Regions from separate parts of the Mus musculus genome. Here region 1 is linked to region 2. Evidence: chromatin contacts called from public promoter capture Hi-C data. All regions are on one chromosome and are shown on one strand. The core of a region is the stretch at or near the end of the contact, and the rest is flanking DNA. Distances in the headings are between cores, read along the strand shown.

Region 1 (4,609 bases), core at 876-3,375, 1.4 Mb after region 2:
ACATGTTTTCTTCGGGGGTGGGGGTGTTTTGTCTGCATTAAGATGCCTTCCTATCAGTTAGGATAAGAATATCCGTTGCAATGTTTCTTGAAATAATATATCAGAACCGATTTTTTTGTTGACTAACACATCAAAGACAACTTTAGATGCATCAAAACACAGACTTCTTTCATGAATTTGACCAAGACAGAGCTCAAATTTGAGCCTTCACCCCTCTCCCTGTACCTTCCTTCTGTGTACTGTGACTGTTGGCTTATCTTTGGTTGGTCTGTTATGTCTGCCTCCTGAATGTTGTCTGATGCCTCATGGTCCCTGTGTCTGCCTGCCTCTGTCAGAGGCCTTTGCTCTGTATTTATTGAGCAGCATAGAAAACATGACATGGGAATGGAATGAGGGATACTTTACAGAAATCTTTAACAGAGCCTTACTGGGCAAGAAGTCATTTTGATGACCCTAAGTGACCCCAAAGCACTCATAAAAGCAAACAGTCTTGCAAACAGAAACTATCAAGCTATATCCTCAAGTTATTGCCAACATTTATGGCAGATATTTGTTGTATCAGGCTGTTTTCTAGAATGGCTGCTACCACGTAAGTGCTAGGTAGTTTTATGACACAAGCTAGAGATATCTGAAAGGAGGGAGCCTTTGAGAAAGTGCCTGCATAAGATCCAGATGTAGGGCATTTTTAAAATTACTGATTGATAGGGGAGGGCCCAGCCTATTGGGCTACCTACCCCTAAGCTGGTGGTTTTGGGTTCTCTAAGAAAGCAGGCCGAGCAAGCCAGTAAGCAGCACTCCCTCCGTGGCCTCTTCAATGGCTTCTGCCTTTGGGATTCTGGACTGTCTGAGTTCCCGTCCTGACTTCCTCCAGTGGTGGACTGGAATCTGGAAGTATAAGCTGAGTCTAAGACGAGTAAACCCTTTCTTCCCCAACTTGCTTTTGGTCTTGGTGTTTTCATCACAGCAACAGAAATCTTACCTAACACACACTCACGCATGCGCGTGCACATCCTTTTGAGCCAAGGACATGGAAGAGTAAAGCTTTTTCGGTGGCTTAGGTTTTGAAGGCTGATGGCATGGGAAATTCAAAGCACAGAAAGGCTGGTCCTTACAGTGTTTTCCTAAAGGCTACTTAAACTTAGGTTGCATACATGGGAAGATAGCAAGCTCCATCTTGGTGATCTCACCATGCGTTGCTATCTTGGCTGTGAGTTCTAACAATGGTCCAATCTTTTGGGGGGCGGTCAGGAGATATTTTCATAAAGTCGTATCGCCACACAAATCTACATCATGGTCATCTACTGTGTATTATACTAGAGTACTTTCAGAGAACGAAGCACACATATGACTACGAACGTGAGGTTCTTTAAGCTACATTGATACATTTTAAGCAAGAGGACTCACATGACCAAGCCAGTAAGAAAAGGAATCTGCAGGCCAATTATAGAACAAACCTCCAAGTTATATGTTTAAATTATTCTTGGTATGCTACAATAGAGAGTCAGGAGCGATGTTCCGAGAACTAGAGGGAACACTGGAGTCACACACAAAACAGAGACTTGCTTTTTCTAAGATATATCCTTTCTAAAAGTTCACTCTTTGAACTTTCTGCTATGAAGCAATCACCGATCCAAAAGGACAGTGAGTTCTCAAATAAAAAGCTTCCCACATACAAGCAATAGCCTCAGATGGAGCTACCGCAATGAACATGTCTATACTAAGAAGCACACACACGAAACCGCCATCTGTAATTATCTAGAGATATGGAAGTTATTTGTTCATTTTCTCACCCGTTCGCTCTACTCACCATTTATGAAGTATATTATTATGTATGTCCTATACATTAATAGTACAACAAAGTCAGCACATAAAACCTACTTGGAGGTTTGTTCTATAATTGGCCTGAAAAATCTTTCAAGGAGGAGCCTAAATTCAAGGTCAACCTGCGACTCAGTTAATCCTCCCCTGGGAGGTCAGACATCTTTTTAGGAAACTGGCCAGGCAGTCTGAAAGCCTGAGGGAAAGTGCCTGTCTGTGCTATTTTGGGGGAAGTGTGTTTACAAGGAAGCTCTGAGCCCTTATCACCTCTGAAGCTCGAGATTAGACTGCACTTGCCCAGTAACTTCCCTCCCGACCTGCTCTGCGCTGGAAGCACCCGCACTCCTATGAAGCTAAGTTGATCTTCTCTCTCAGACAAAGGAACCCGGAGTCTGTGTGTCTCTCCAGTGACTCTTCTTCTCTTCCTTTTGCTTTACTGTACACGGCTGTTCAGCTCTGTAGGAAAGGCACAGATAAGGAACTTACAACCATAGCTAATAATTGTGCATTCTAAGGTGGTGAGGGTTGTTATGTAATAAGCAGGGCAGTTATAAGAGCCAAAAATAAAAGGATTAGTTTAAGGAAAGACATCTAAGATAAAAGGGATGATCAAGGTGGTTGTCTGGCTGAGACAGAGCTCTTACGGAGGACAGTGTTCCAGGAGCCAGGGCAAATGTCTTGAGGTGGGAGTGTACCTGGAACCATTGAGTAACAGCCAGGAAGCTAGGAGAGATGCAGCCACGTGGATAGTGGCTAGGGGTAGCTTAAGTCAGAAAGGTAATGGACAGCTAGATCCTGGAGGGACTTGTATGCTCTAGGAAAGGGTCTGCTTTTCTGAGTAAAATTGAGGGCTCTAAGTTGTAGACTGGTATAACTAGATTCACATGTTAAAAGTCCATTCCAATTCCTCTGCTGAGACGGGATGTGAGGGCTAAAGTTATGTTTTAAGATTAAATTGCTCCCGGGCAGTGGTGGTGCATGCCTTTAATCCCAGCACTTGGGAGGCAGAGGCAGGTGGACTTCTGAGTTCGAGGCCAGCCTGCTTTACAGAGCGAGTTCCAGGACAGCCAGGGCTACACAGAGAAACCCTGTCTCGATAAACCAACCCCCACCCCCACCCCCCACCCCCCAAAATTAAATTGCTACAGGTTGGAGAAGTGGCTCAGTTGTTAAGAGCACTGACTGCTCTTCCAAAGGTCCTGCGTTCAATACTCAGCAGCCACATGGTGGCTCAAAAACATCTATAATAGAATCCGATGCTGCCTTCTGGTGTGTTTGAAGACAGCTACAATGTACTCATATAAATAAAATAAATAAATCTTTTTTAAAAAGATTAAATTACTATGCTTAAGAGATCTGTCAGACAATAAATGTCTCTAACTCTAATTCAGTTCTGTGTCATCAGGCTGGAGATGCTTTGTAAGACATCAAAATGATGGTGCCAACTAGGCACTTGGTTCTACATGGCTCAGATTCAGGGGAAAAGAAACAAATGGAGAAATAAGTAGTGGAGACATTAATTTCAGAGTTATAGGTATACAGGCAATATGTAAATTACTAGGAGTTGACTGGCCCACAAAGGGAGTATGAGTCCCAAAGTCTTAGTCCTGGTATGTACTCACCACCGAGACAAAGTGGTGAGCAACAAGGACCAAGCAGAGAGCTGATTAGTGATCTTTTCTGACCTGAATGATGGTCCCATGAATGTATTCTCTTTTTGATAATTCATTGAGCCATAACTCATACTTAGCCCTATGTATGCTATTCTTGAATAAAGTTTTAGCCCTCCTTTCTATTCCTTTGCTTTTTCTGCTCCCCACTATTCTCTCTGGAATCATAGAGACATTAACCACCTCAAAAAATTTTTTGACATCCCTACAGTTTCACTTTCTTTCAAGTCTGATTGACTCTTCTTCCGAAAATGTGGCTAGCTTCAGAACTAAGGCACCGTAATTTTTCCTTTTTAAATTTAAACTTAAAATTTTTTTTATCTGTGGTGTTTTGTTTGCATGTATCTGTATCCAGCACGTGTGCCTCATGCCCAGAGAAGCCAGAAGAGGAGAGCATCAGCTATGCTAGGACTAGAGTTATAAATGGTTGGGAGCCACCACGTGGGTGCTGGGGATTGAACCCAGGTCCTCTGGAAGAAAAGCAATGACTCTCGCCCATTGAACCTCCTCTCTAGGTATAAATACTGAATACTAAAAGCAGCTTATCTGAGACCCCACTATTTAAGCTGACATGGAATTCAGTCTCATTGTTATTAATGGTGGCGGACAAGGAGTGCTCCTTCTCTCTGTCCAGGCTCATTATTTTCAGTCTTCTGAGGAGCTAAGGGGCCTTTCCTCAAAGTTTGGAAGCCATAGGACTCACAAAGACTAGCCAGAAATCCCATCCAGAGGCTTAGCCATTGGGTAGAAGCAATGAGCTACCTATCAGCTGTGGGCAACTATCTGTGACGGTTAGATGTGGTTTGCCAACTGATTGGATCTAGAGTCAACTAAGAGGCAAGCATCTTGGCACACCTGTGAGGGATTTCCTACAGTTCTGATGTAACTCAGTGGGGAGTGGGGGTTGTCCTTGTGTCATTAATACACACTCATTCAGGACATCCCACTGGCCCAGTGTAGTTTCATCCGAATCTCTGAGAAAATCTTGGGTTGGTCTGGCTTCCCACAGCCCAGGCATAAGGAGGTCCAAGGGAAAAGCTTGTGCTCTTTGCCTGTTCTCTCCCCATCTTGTTGGCAAGTTCATCTGTGCCTGCCACCGCTACACTCCTTTGCTGACATCA
Region 2 (4,740 bases), core at 1,629-4,128:
AGTCCAGGCCAGCCTGGTCTACAGAGTGAGTTCCAGGCCAGTCAGAACAACATAGTCTTGTCTCAAGAAAAACAAAAACAAAACAAAACCATCAACAAAACAAATCCACAAAATCTAAACAAGGACAACAACAAGTACAAAGGGGATCAATGACAGCTGAGCGGGGAAAGGTCTCTGCTGCCAAACCTCACACCACCAAAGGTGGGGCGCAGAAACCCAGGTGTTAGGAGAACAGACTCTGTCCCTGAAAGTTGCCCTCTGACTTCTATGTGCACACAGGGACCCGAATGTGCATGCACACACATGTACATGTGCATACAAACAAAATAAGAAAGTGTAAAACATAAACGGTAGAGGGAGCTGGGGCTGCAGCTGAGTGGTGGCTACTTGGCTAGTGTGTGCGAGGTCATGAATTCAACATCAGGACGACAACAGCCATAGAAGAAGGCTCAGAAGCTGTGGGTGTTGTTGAAGTTGTTAGCTGGCTAGGCGAGTTTTAGCTCAGTATACAGTGCTTGCTTAGAAGGCTAACGGGCTGTAGGCCCAATCCTCAGCCCTCCACCCCTCCCCCCAAAATATAGTAACAATGTTTCTGGGACAACCCCAGCAGCAAACAGTAAAGTGTTAGGGTGCAGCTCTGAGCTAACATTCTTAACTAGAATGTCTTTCTTTACTGCCAGCCGATGTTTGTGTGGCAGAGGTAACACTGGTTACAGGTTGGCTCTGATTTCCCCGCAGGCACACCCAGCATTTCCAGACCAAGGTTTCCAGCATAGAGAGGAGACTGTTTCACTGCCCCATACCCTGCTAGACCTCTCCCCACTACACAGGACACAAAAGCCAGCTTGTTGGCAACTTACAGCAGTGAAATGACTCCATGGAAAAAAAATTAACTGATTATTGGCTACAGGCAAGGCCTCCTGCTTGCACAGGAAGCTAAAAGCCTAGAAAACTCTCTACGGACACAGACAAGTTATCAGAGGCCCATGAGCAAGTCGTAACACCAACACTTCTTCTGAGTTTAAAATATGCACATCTGAATTTTTTTCATGTTCAAAAGTTTGGAAGTGTGTGTGTTTCACCCAAGTGACTTTATAATCAAAGAGTAAATGACACATGCGACCGATGAACTTAGGAAGCAAAACCTTACTGCTCATTTTGTGAAGACTTCCAAGAAGTTTGTCCCCAGCTGCGCTTAAGCAGGGGTACCGTGCGCTTACAATTGGACACTTGGTGGGCATCGCACACCTGAGCTGCTGTCTCCTCTGCTCTCGTCACCTCCTCAGTTACGCTTTCTTCTCATGTCTGTTGTCTCTATACTTGTAGTCTCTAAACCTTGGGTTACAGCTTCAAAATTTACAAAGTCTACTAAAAAGGCACAAAAAGAAAAAAAAAAGTTACCAACCACTTGATAAAGGGACGTGACTACCACACCAAGGGCGGCAAACACCATTCCAAGCGAATGAAACTTCACATCGTAATAAGAATTTAGGATTACACCTACAGTAATAGGAATCTGCAAAGACAAAGAGGCAAATGCTGTGAGATTAAATTCAAGAATGATGTCTTACAACACTAAGGAAACATAACAGTGGGGCTGGGGTGGGGGAGCACTGTAAGTTTTCTTTGGGGAAAACTGCCAATCCTTCTCTACAGAGATTCACATACAACTCTACATCTGGAAGAAAATATGAATCCGTGCGTTGTGCTTTGTAAGGAAACAGGACACACATTTACAGGGAATAAAATAATCCCCCAAACCAGTACTTAACACATAAGCATAAACAAGGAAGGAGGAAAGCATTATGACTGGAAAAACGAAAAAACCACTAAGTGCTAATGTTATTTTAACGAATCTCCTTTTATGTAAACACAAGGCACCCCAGCAGTGTGCCACTGAAGGTGTATTCCGAGGTATTTTATGCTAAACCATTTCATGTTTATCACTTCTGGTTCGATTTCCTGGGGATATTCTTTTCTTTCCAGGTTGAGCTTTCGCAGATATCCTGACACACTGAACTGTTCCATTAAGGCAGCTCTCTCCCTCATCAATCCCAGCAGTTAAAGATTTCTATCAGGAACACACCCATTTACTAAATAGCAGCGGAGTGTCGAGATGGCCTTTTCCACCCCTCCCCAAACAAGCTTCTTATAAGGGCCTGGCTCGTGTGTGGAGTAAAGATTATGGGAATGGGCTTCCGTCGTGCCAGGCTATAAGCAAGGTGTATTCAGTTTTCCCGGGGAGAAAGGCAGCCAGGTAGCTGGGCAGGGACAGGCTCGCGCAGCGGCAGCGGCAGCTACTCACCAGCGTGAGCTGTATTCTGACGGAGAATCTCTTCTGGTACCAGAAGGTTTGGATGGCTATGATCACCGGCGTGGTCATGGCCTTGGCCAGCTGATAGGTGCCTATGGTGTTGTTCTGCAGAGAAAGGTTGGTGAAGACCACAAAGCCACAGAAGCTGAGGGCCAGGAGGAGGAGCTTGGAGAGCGGCAGACTTTTGGGGGCAAAGATGTTCAGTTTCTGGCAGATGTACAAGCCCAGCCAGGTGACCACGAAGTGCACCAGGGTCAGGCTCATGTTGGGGAAGCCGTGGTGTACATAGATCCATTTGTTGAGGAACACGATGCAGATGGACACCAGCAGGTTGAACAGGAGCCCGGCGGCGATGCGCCCGTTGCCCCGGACCCGGTCCGCCAGCGATGCCATGATGCCCGCCGGCTGCGGAGCAGCGTCCTCGGCCGAGCCCGGGCTGTCCAGCCTCCCCGCGGGGCGCTCGGACGCTCTCCCGCTGTCCCGGCTCTCCGCCGCCGCGCGCCCGCAGCCGCCCGCTCCACGGTCCGGCCGGAGACAGGCATGCGCCAGCCGGGTCCCGGTCGCTGCGCCGCGAGGTAATAGGCCGCCGCCCTCCGAGCGGGTCCGCCACGGCTCCTCCCAGCCCCGCCCCCGCGCAGCCACGTGATTCCGCCGCGCAGGCGCGCTCGGCGCTCCGCTGGGTTGCTTAACTCGGCTGGAGGGAAGCCCTTGGCTCCCAGGGAAGATTAGTTTCTGTGGCCGATTCCCCGACTTACTGGGAGGCGCAGATTCCCCGCCAGTTTTACTCTCCACGTTGCTGAGCTGTTTTAATCCTCTGAAGGGGGGCAGAGCATTACTTACTGAAAGCATATTTTAAAATATCTTTAAAAGTCTAAACAGGCCGGGCGGTGGTGGCGCACGCCTTTAATTCCAGCACTCAGGAGGCAGAGGCAGGCGGATTTCTGAGTTCGAGGCCAGCCTGGTCTACAGAGTGAGTTCCAGGACAGCCAGGGCTATACAGAGAAACCCTGTCTCGAAAAACCAAAAATAACCGTCTAAACAGGTAAGAGTGGATGGACAACTAACTGTCGTCTACTGTAGATTTAAACATATTTTGGCGTATTTGCCTCGAAAAACTTTAAACCACAGAATTTTTTACCCACGAAGTTTTTTTTTTTTTTTAGTAAAACCTAAGAAGCAAGTACATTTACCTGTATGCCCAAGATATTAATTGCACTTCTAAGAGGCATATTATAGTAGCAAGCATGCAGTCCAGTTTCAAAGTTACAGAGCTGGAGAGGAAGTGAAAAATTATATATTTTTGGTTTTGTTTTTCGAGGCCGAGAACTCATTCAGGCTAGACTCGATCTCAATATTCACTTTTATTCACACTGTTACAATATGAGAGTGGTATTTCTCATCTGCAAACGTCAAATACCAACTCAAAGTCTGTCCACACTGATTGAAAACGTGGACCCCCCACTTTTACAATGTTACAGGGATTAAATAGAGCAGACTTGGAAGTCTCTACAGAGCTAAGGATGACACAGAACGGATCTCCCTGCTTCCACCCATTGAAGTGTCACATGCCTTGCAACTAATGTGTAGTTTTAAGTTTTGGACACTATTTCATAGGTTTTTATGATCTGTTTGCTTATGTCTCTGCCCGTTTTCTCCAGGATACCGTTTTTTTCTAATTGGCACTGAAAAGAAGGTCTTTGCATCAGAGGCACAAGAGACTCTTTGATGAATTTTCCACAGTTAATTACGTGTGTGTGTGTGTGTGTGTGTGTGTGTGTGTGTGTGTGTGTGTGTGTGTGTGTATGGGTGCCTGTGTGACGGTCAGAGGATAACTCGGAGTCAGTTCTCTCCGTCCACCAGATGGACTGAATTCATGCTGTAGGGTTTGGGAAGCAAGCACCTTTACCAGATGCCGTCATATCAGCTACGTTCCTCTTTCGTACCGCATTTTTTTTAGAGAATTGCCCGTTTACTTAGATGTCTTGTCTTAGTTGGGGAGGAAAGGGTTTGTTTGGCTTACACGTAGCTGTTTATCACCAAAGGGAGTTAGGACTGGAACTCATTCATACAGGGCAGAAACCTGGAGGCAGGAGCTGATGGAGGCCAGGGAGGGGTGCAGCTTAGGGCTTGCTCCGCCTCACCCCCCACCCATCATCTCAGGGATGGCTCCACCCACAATGGGCTGGCCCCTCCCCCAAATCACTAATTAAAGGAAATGACTTACAGCTGGATCCTGTGGAGACATGTTTTCAGTTGAGGCTCCCCCTTTCAGATTACTTTAGTTTGTGTTGCCATAAGACCAGCACACGTTCAACTATTCGTCCATTTCATCTATAGTTACTTGAATTTATTATAAACATTAGCTTTTCCATTTTCTCTCTGCTGCTTGTTGTGCTGGTTGTTTTGTTTTGTTTTGTTTTGTTTTG

The links. Promoter capture Hi-C pulls out the DNA fragments that hold promoters and counts their contacts.
Region 1: a contact with region 2 is called in a promoter capture Hi-C map of liver, with 4 times the contacts expected there. The contact joins the enhancer-like site here to the promoter of Slc35e3 in region 2. A contact is called at or near these places in 5 of 39 promoter capture datasets (the C10 cell line, cranial neural crest, hippocampal neurons and 1 more).

What each region holds. Positions count from the first base shown.
Region 1 is chr10:119,190,651-119,195,259 of GRCm38.p6, forward strand. No RefSeq gene overlaps it. Among named protein-coding and RNA genes, the nearest start is that of Cand1, 47 kb to the right of the region's middle. Within about 2 kb of position 2,126, at least 27 of the 459 cell types and tissues checked have an H3K27ac peak or open chromatin away from gene starts, as enhancers often do. A contact at or near this core is called in liver, where this site is marked.
Region 2 is chr10:117,743,480-117,748,219 of GRCm38.p6, forward strand. Slc35e3 (solute carrier family 35, member E3) reads right to left here and starts at 2,879. Exons shown (of 5, transcript NM_029875.2): 1 at 2,306-2,879; 2 at 1,406-1,516. The coding sequence starts at 2,707.